2 separate regions of the Sus scrofa genome follow, and region 2 is linked to region 1. Evidence: chromatin contacts called from public HiChIP or PLAC-seq data. All regions are on one chromosome and are shown on one strand. Each heading gives the region's core, a stretch centred on a gene start, on an enhancer-like site or on the middle of the called end of the contact. The rest is flanking DNA. Distances are from core to core; before and after follow the strand shown.

The links. HiChIP or PLAC-seq counts read pairs in DNA pulled down with a chosen protein or histone mark.
Region 2: an H3K27ac HiChIP or PLAC-seq map of alveolar macrophages shows a contact between it and region 1. The contact joins two enhancer-like sites. A contact is called at or near these places in 1 of 47 Hi-C or Micro-C datasets (epiblast stem cells) and 1 of 2 datasets of contacts at active chromatin or transcription factors (alveolar macrophages).

What each region holds. Positions count from the first base shown.
Region 1 is chr2:98,211,552-98,215,800 of Sscrofa11.1, forward strand. It overlaps ADGRV1 (G-protein coupled receptor 98), which reads left to right. Exons shown (of 91, transcript XM_021085372.1): 88 at 1,969-2,090. Among named protein-coding and RNA genes, the nearest start is that of ARRDC3, 230 kb to the right of the region's middle. Within about 2 kb of position 1,725, at least 8 of the 83 cell types and tissues checked have an H3K27ac peak or open chromatin away from gene starts, as enhancers often do. A contact at or near this core is called in alveolar macrophages, where this site is marked.
Region 2 is chr2:98,514,492-98,518,740 of Sscrofa11.1, forward strand. No RefSeq gene overlaps it. Among named protein-coding and RNA genes, the nearest start is that of ARRDC3, 72 kb to the left of the region's middle. Within about 2 kb of position 2,115, at least 2 of the 83 cell types and tissues checked have an H3K27ac peak or open chromatin away from gene starts, as enhancers often do. A contact at or near this core is called in alveolar macrophages, where this site is marked.

The DNA.
Region 1 (4,249 bases), core at 475-2,974:
AAGAAAGTGCTCATAGAATGATGAGGATGTAACAGAAGTGACAGAAACCTTCTTGAAGGGGCTTCTACTAATCAGACTTAGGATATCATGTACATCAAAATAGATGTAGTGGAGTTCCTGCTATGGCACAATGGGAACTATGGTGTCTCTGCAGCAGCAGGGATGTGGGTTCGATTCCTGGCCCAGTGCAGTGGGTTAAGTATCCAGCATTGCCACAGCTGTGGCGTAGGTTGCAAATCCAGCTCAGATTTGATCCCTGGCCCTTTGGAACTCCATAAGCCACAGGACAGCCAAAAAACAAAAAAACAAAATAAATAGTGGTAATAGATAACCCATTATACAGTAAGAGTCTCTGAGTCTTATTATAGAAATAAATGAATAAGTCAAATATTTGATAAGTGAAAGGATGTTTACCTAGTTTCAAAGTAATGCCATACAAGGTACATATTCATTACAATGGTAAAAGACTGACTTTGCAGTGGAGAATTCATACAGCCACTACCTTAATCAAAATGACCAAAAATGAATATCCCTGGTAATGGGGCAAATTGAATTCTTGTGCCAACCACTAGAAAGATGTAAAAAGAATGAACTCGGCATCATTTCTGTGATTTCTGGCAAAATTTGTCATGTAAAGCATGAGAAAAGATCAAACTCAAATTTAAGGATATTCTACAAGACAAACTGGCTGGTAACCTTCAAAAATGCCAGAGTCATGAAAGCCAAGGACACTCAAAGGAAGTGTTTTGGATTAAAGCAGACTGTAGAGAATGCCAACTGGATTCTTCTACAGAGGAAATCATTGGAATGATTGACAGATCATGAATAGGATCTGAGGATGGTCATAACATGTGTTTATTTTCTGATTTGATGGTTGTATTGTGTTTATGTGGGAGAATATCTTAGTAGAAAATGCATATTACAATGTTTAAAGGGTATGGGGGATCAGGTTGGCAACTTTCAAATGGTTCAGGAAAAAAAAATAACTTTGTTGTCATACATGCAACTCTTCTGCAAGTTTGAGATTGTTTCAAAATAAAATGTTAAATTTGATAAAGTTGTAAATAACTTCAAATTTCCACAGGGCATGTATATTTTAGGCATTAATCGATAATGGAGAGTGTGTAGGGACCTTGAAGTTTGTCATAAGAGTTAGTGATTCCATCCTGATGTCTTTCTGTAGCTTGAAAATGTGTTTATTTGTAGCTACTAAGATCTAATTCACTCTCCAGATATTATGTAGCTTGCCATTTAAATAACCCCTCTTTAAAATTTTTGCTGTGAATCCCAAATATCAAAAGGAAGTAGAAAGGGTAACGAAGTCTTTTGGCCCTGAAGAAATCTGTTCTGGAAACTGTTACAACAAATTGCATGATAAAATAAGGCATAGAAGAGGCTTGGTGTTGACAGTAGTAATCCGTTACTTCATCTTTGCTCTTAACCGTAGCTGTAAAATTTGGTGTCTACTCAGGAAAAAAAAAAAGAGATAAATACATATTTTTCCATTATATACAAACCCGTTTTGTCATTAATGTTTTAAAATGTTGAACTGGACTACAGTAATGTTGGGAACACACTGTGCCTACTGTTTTCTAGTAGAGATCTTCTATTAAGGAGATTTATATCCTCAGTTTTCCCCAGGATTGAAATGTGATTGCCATCTCTGCAGTTGTTCATGGCACTTCCTGAACTGTCCAGCAGGTGGTAGTCTAGGAGAGGAACAGTTCTCATCCTTCTCCATCCCCCTACCTACCAGCAAAACAGAAGGAATGTGGACTCAGCAATGCGCCTTCTGTTCTCTGGCGTAAGAATGGGATTTCCAAGGTTGTTCTTTCAAAATGGGTACTTAGGTGCAGAAAGTATCTCCAGAAAGGAGCTAAAAATAATTTTTTGTATCTGTATGATTATGCAGTATTCTGAAGTTCAAAAAATCTTTTTTTCTTCCTTCTTTTTTTAAATGGTGTCTAGAAATTCCACTGGTTTTGTATCTCTTTGCCCTCATTTCGATGACATGGCTTTGGGGAGGCCTGCACATGGCTTACAGACACTTCTGGATGCTGGTCCTCTTTGTCATTTTCAACAGTCTGCAGGTAAGCCTTACTGTTTGGTTACAGCACATGTGTATCCTAATGAACACAAGGCATGGAGTTTCAACGTAAAGGAATCAAGCGTCTACATGTAGGTGAATTCTCACTTTCAAAAACAGTGTACAGCGTTGTGGAATAAAAGGATAAAGATTATGTTAAAAGTTGTTAATGCTTGAAATATGGCTGTGCTTCTACCTTACTGGTTATACAGATAGGGAAGACATAAAATATTTATTCTCCTTCATTTTGACAACACCTAAGTAACTACAAAAACATGTTTCTTTTTCAACAGAATTGATGTTTATAAACTTTGCAGATGGCAACCATCCAGGGCATATGCACATATTTGGACTGGGACTGTGTCTAGAAATTAGATCAGCTCCAGAGGAGAAAAATAACAATGATGGTCAAGCAATTCCTTAAGTCTGGTGCTTAGTGTTTTGGTTCACTGAAAAATGATTGACACCCTTCAAGTCTGGCAATGCCTAGTTTAAAATAGCTTTGTGAGCATGTTTGGGTAGCATAACTAGGAATTATATAACTGTAGCAAAAATTAAAGCTGACTTTTTTAGTCCTTTTGTTAAATGGAAAAAACTTGCACCCTGAAATTAGCACATGGAACAAATGAACTCACTTTTCTTATTTTCCAGAGTGAAAAGAGCTGTCCTAGACTAAAACAATTTCCTGACTTTGCCAAAGGTATCCCTAAACAGCCCTGGTTTGGACCACCATCTTGCAAGAAACCTCTGTATAAAAACATATGAGGGCTATAGCTCATAACTGAAATACGACTCAAAACACATTTAACTTTGCTTCTTAGGAGACAGAGTCATTAATGAGATTGTATCTAACAGCATAGTGCCTAATCAAGGCATAATATCAATTTTGGGAGGCAAAGAAAGAAGCTTAAAAGTTTGAAATCAAGTTGTTATAAGTTGATATAGAGACATCTCTCAATAATGAGTTATGTTTGGGTCCCTGCTCCTAGGGCAGTGTGCCAGTGCTGCCATGACTACAGGATGAAGATGACAGCCCTGCCCCTCTAGGAGCTGATGCTTCAAAGAGCAAGCAAACAAGTAGCTTGGGTACACTGTGGCAGTGTAAGGGTACACTGTGGCAGGCGCTGGTAAGGAAAGTATTAAGTGAGCAGAGTGAAGAACCTGTTTACTCCTGCCTGTCCTGGTATTTGAGCTGAGCCCCAAAAGTGAACCATTCAGCTCTGAGGCCTGTCTTGGTCAACTTTGAATCTCTAGGCCTAGTGGAACTAACACCAAAGTCTCCACTGACATCCTACAGATGGATTTTATTTGGTGGACACGCAGTGGTACACAGAACAGGGTTTTAAAATATCTGCCGATTTAGGGCTGCACCTGTGGCATATGGAAGTTCCCAGGCTAGGGGTCCAATTGGAGCTGCAGCTGCTGGCCTATGCCACAGCCACAGCAACACTGAATCTGAACTATGTCTGTGACCTATGCCACAGCTCATGGAAACACCAGATCTGTAACCCACTGAGCAGGGCCAGGATTCAAACCCATGTCCTCAGGGAAGCAAGTTGGATTTGTTACCCCTGAGCCACAACAGGAATGCCTCTTTTTTCACATCTTAATAATTGTGACCTAAAAACTGATACTAGGAAGTATACTATTTTGTTCATGCATTTTAGAAAAATTGTGAAAGAAGTGGTTAGTTTGATAAGGCAGTCATCATTAGGGCATGATATTGGTATAAAAAAACTAGAAAAGAAAATAAAATCAGTAACCCGATGTAGACTCAAATGTAGTTATAAACTTAAGTGTATATAATTTTATCTGGTACCAAACATTAATGAATCAAGGCTTTTGTTTTGTTTTTTTGTTTTGTTTTTGTTTTGGCTGAAGTGTATTTTGTCTTAAGAATATAAAAGTTGGTTTGGGGTAGCTGTAGGATTAAACAAATTTGAGTAGAGTTGCAAAAAAAAAAAATAAAATATAAAAAAAAATAAAATATCTGCCGAAAACTTAAAAAAAAACTTTTATTGGTATGTAGTTGACTTACAATGTATTAATTTCAGTTGGTACAGCAAAGTGAATCAGTTGTATGTATACATATATCCATTCTTTTTTCCCATATAGGTTATTACAGACTATTGAGTAGATTTCCCTGTGCTATACAGCAGATCC
Region 2 (4,249 bases), core at 865-3,364, 300 kb after region 1:
TTTTGAATGAACTTGAGTAGGGAAACAGGGAAGCAGGGAAGCAGGGAAGCAGTGGGTTTTCCAAGTGCCTGCTTTAGCTGGTTCTGTTTTACAGTTCACATTCTGACGGTGGCTGGCTGTCTTCTGAAATAGATCACACTGTCCTCAGGCACAGTGAGTCATTTCACATAGTTTTATTCCTCAGTTTTTCTCTGCAGTTTGTCCCTTATCAGCTTGCTCTCATCTCTAACCCTGTGGCCAATGTTTCTGTCTCAGCATTTCTCCTGTCTCCCTCCGCTAAGGTCAGAGAAAGGGACATAGACTGAAATCACCATCTCATCAACAAAGGTTTATGGAGTAACGTGTGTGATTTGCATCATTCTAGGTGTTTCAAACATATTATATGAGTGATTGAAAGTTAGATTAAAAAGCCTTCCCTTTATATAACAATTGTTAAAATCCAGAATAAGTTATCCAGAGAGGTCATGTATTCTAAACATGGAAGAAATAGAGTAGGTTCTCAGCCTGCTAATTGATAATGGAATGCAAGTTCTTATATGTTACTGAGATAATATAAATATATTTTCAATTATATATCTTGTTCACATGTGGGTCAATTGTTTTCCAATTCTTTCCACACTTGTGTAAAAATTCTTATCATTGAGCTCATGTCTCTTTTTATATCTGATTACTTTATATCTGCCACATCCTTCTTCTTAGCCTGTATGTTGGCCAGTGCAATAGGAAATTCTGTTCTTTCATTTAAAGCTTTTTTTCAGTCATTGTGAAATGAAGTATGTATTGCAGCCAGTTCTGAATCATGTTCTTTAAGTGAGAATGATAAAATAATTTTCTTTCTATGTATGGTGGATATTATGCAAATGACAAAAACTTTTCACTTGCATTATGAAAGAAAGAGGAAATAGTGTCCTATTTCAGCAGGAGGTATTTTTATTTTGTATAACTAAGGCATTTCCAACTTAGAGAATAGCAGTAGGTCAAGATTCACAGAGTAGGTCAGCAGAAGACTAATATAATGTATTTTCTATTTTTCTTCAGGTTTCTCTGACTAGAACAGACACTGATCTCTATAGGATATTTGGGTACAGATAAGGCAAATTTGAGGCAAATGTGCTTTGTAGAACCACAGTCTTGCCTCTCTCTGGCAGGAGCCCCAGCCCTGAGTGCAGAGTTCTTATCTGCTTCTGCTCTGGACTGTCCTCTCTAATAGCTCCTGCCCTAACCTCAGCCCTTGTTGTTTGTCTCAGTGGCTTTGGTAGAGGTAGCTGAAGCACCTGTCCTATGCTGTACATGAAGGATATATTTTGGGGGCAGTAATTTTCCTCTTTAGCATCTCTATTCTAACTATTCTCTTTGGGTGTAACCTTGCTCTAAGTACAGCGAAAGTTAAACCAGGTGAATTTAGCCCAGGAACTTTTCACTTCCACAATTTTGAGAAGGGAGAGTTTTTCAAATAACTTTTCCACTTATTGGTTTTCATTCTGGTGTATCAGATATAGCTAGCTAACTGATTAATCATCTAGTTACTCTTGGTGGGATAGTGGACAAGTAAAATCTCTAAGCTTCTTTCCTATCTAAATTGGACATATCCACACTTCAATTCTAGGTTTGTTCTGAGGATAAAATAAGATCATGCATAATGCCTAGAATATATATTTGACAAAAGAATTGATTCAGTGTAATTTGCCACCAGTATTGTGATGTGCTAAATCCAGTGTTAATTCTGAATTGCAGAGTTTTGAGAATGGCTCAAATAATTTATGTTAACTTACAATAATAGCAAGCACTTATTGAGTGAGGCTCTGTATTAAACACTAGCATTAGCCTGTATAATTTTAACTGCAGTGCCAGAAGGAAAGTTCAAGTATCTCTATTTTTATGAAGCTTGGGTAGAAGTAGCTTGCCTAGTGGTAGCCTCTTAAATTCTGTTTGACACCCAGATCTGTACTCCTAGCTATACTATACTACCTTCCCTTGATCATTTTTTAAATACTGGTGTCATATTTGAAAGCACAGTACACAAACTTGAGCAGCTGTTCTGCAGTAATTGTGAGCTTGACGCAGGCAGGAAAATGTTGCAATTGAAGTGGAGAAAGATTATGGACTTGAAACTATGATGGGGTATGCCATGGATTAGGTCAGCTGAGGACAGCTTTTCTTCCTTTCTAGAACATTGGCTGAGTACATGACTCTACAATCATATTTCCTGGGTTGTATCCCAGCTCTGCCACTTAGTAGCTTAGTGACCTAGGGCAAGCTCAGCTTTCTGAGCCTCAGTTTTCTCATCTATAAAATGGGGGATAATATCGCTCATCTCATAGAGTTGTCACAAGGATTAAATGAGTTAATCCATGTAGTTTTCTTAAAATAATGGTTGACATTTGGTGAGCACTGCTAGATATTATTAGTGTTTCTATGTCCTGAACTTTATATTTGCCTTCTGTCTCCATGTGTACTTAGTTGCCCTCTTGCTAAGAAATGCATAGATTTACTTAAAATGTTGTGATGCCTGGCCCTATGATCATAATCTGCTTTTGTAGTTTTTAGTATATTAAGGGAAAAGTTGATTGTTACTCATGTATTTTCCATCTCTAGAAACAATTATTGCTTATGAATTAATGGGATTAAAAATATTTTATGTGTTTAATTCTGACTTCAAATTTACGAAATTGAAACCTGCTTAAAATCAATAATAACAAAAGCCAAATGTATTGGGTCAGCCAATTGCTCTTATCTTTAGTCATCATTTCAGATGAGAAGCAAAATCAAGTTTAAAATATATGGCTATATATAATCTTTTCTGTTTTTATTACATGCATTGTGAGTGGGGTACATGGTTAGACATCTTAGCCTTTTTGCCCAGCTCAAGGAAGAGTTAATAAAGTCAAGTTATGTAAAGTGCATCGAACTCCTCAGGAGAGAAGTGTTATATTAATACCTGCCTCACAGTGATGTTCTCAGACTTAATGATTGAAACTTTGTAAATTGCCTTGGTACTCCCAGTAACATCCTGATGAAGCATCATTTCGTTTTATTGCAAGGAGCTCTAAGTTACGCAGAATGCAAGTTAAGGGGGAAATAATATCCTAGTCTTTATTTTACAATCAGAAGTACATAAAAAGAAACATTTTGTTCCAGTTGTGAGTGGTAGAGTTGATCATTTTTATATTATCTCTTTCTATTACTTTTGGGAGGGGGGTGGAACTTAAAATGCACAGTTTAATCGAACACTCATCGTTAAAGTATATAATGCACAAATAGCCATCATGATAGAGACCTTTAACCACACTAGTATTCAAATATTTAAAAATTAAATTCCAGATTTAAGAGAGTCAGACTCTTTTTTTATATGATTACTATTATGTTTGGCATTTTTGAGACATGTCTTTGATCAATACATGTAATACTTACAAACATCAGTAGGGAGAATAGTATTGTAAACACATATTCTTGCTGTAGGGTACATTTTAAATGTCTAAACACTAATCAATATAGAGAAATTAAGTATTGACTAAAATAGCTTTATAATAAGTAATTATTGGTTTGCTCTTTTAGAAATTAGACATTTTCACTTTGGGAATAAAGAGTAAATTTACTATCATGAAATTAAAGTGTTTTTGACCTTTTTGTACAACTTTCCTCTCTCTATGAAATGATTAGGTTTAAATATGATTGCACAGCTGTATTATGTTTCAAGCATCAATTTTTAATTATTATAAGGTCAGTGTAGAACAAATGTGATTAGTACAGTACCTCAGTGCCTTGTTACGCTCCGAAACCACCCAGTGTTTACCAAAACCAACCTGCACCCTCTCTCTGTTGATATGACTAATTAGATTTATACCAAATCCTTTATTTTTTTCCTCTCTGCTCATCCTATGTTATTTTGTTGATTCTTTCAGCTTTTAAAAATACACATTGCTTGATTTATCTCTTCCCTTCACAGAAGGACATTTATTTTCCTATGTGTCTGTGTGTAGGTGTCTCTGTGTGTTTAACCGTAGTTATTAATAACTTCACAATTCTCCTGCCTTTGGATAATATGTTGTCTTAGTCAGCTCCTTCTGCCATACAGCATACAATAGGCTGAGTGGCTCAAATCCAAGATCAAGGTGCCAGCAGATTCAGTGCTGGGAGAGCACTCTTCCTGGTTGACAAATGGCCATCGTCTTGTCATGTCCTCATATGTCCTCTCCTTGGTGTGTGTCCATGGAGAGACAGAGGAAGTGAGGAAGTTCTTTCTAAAGAA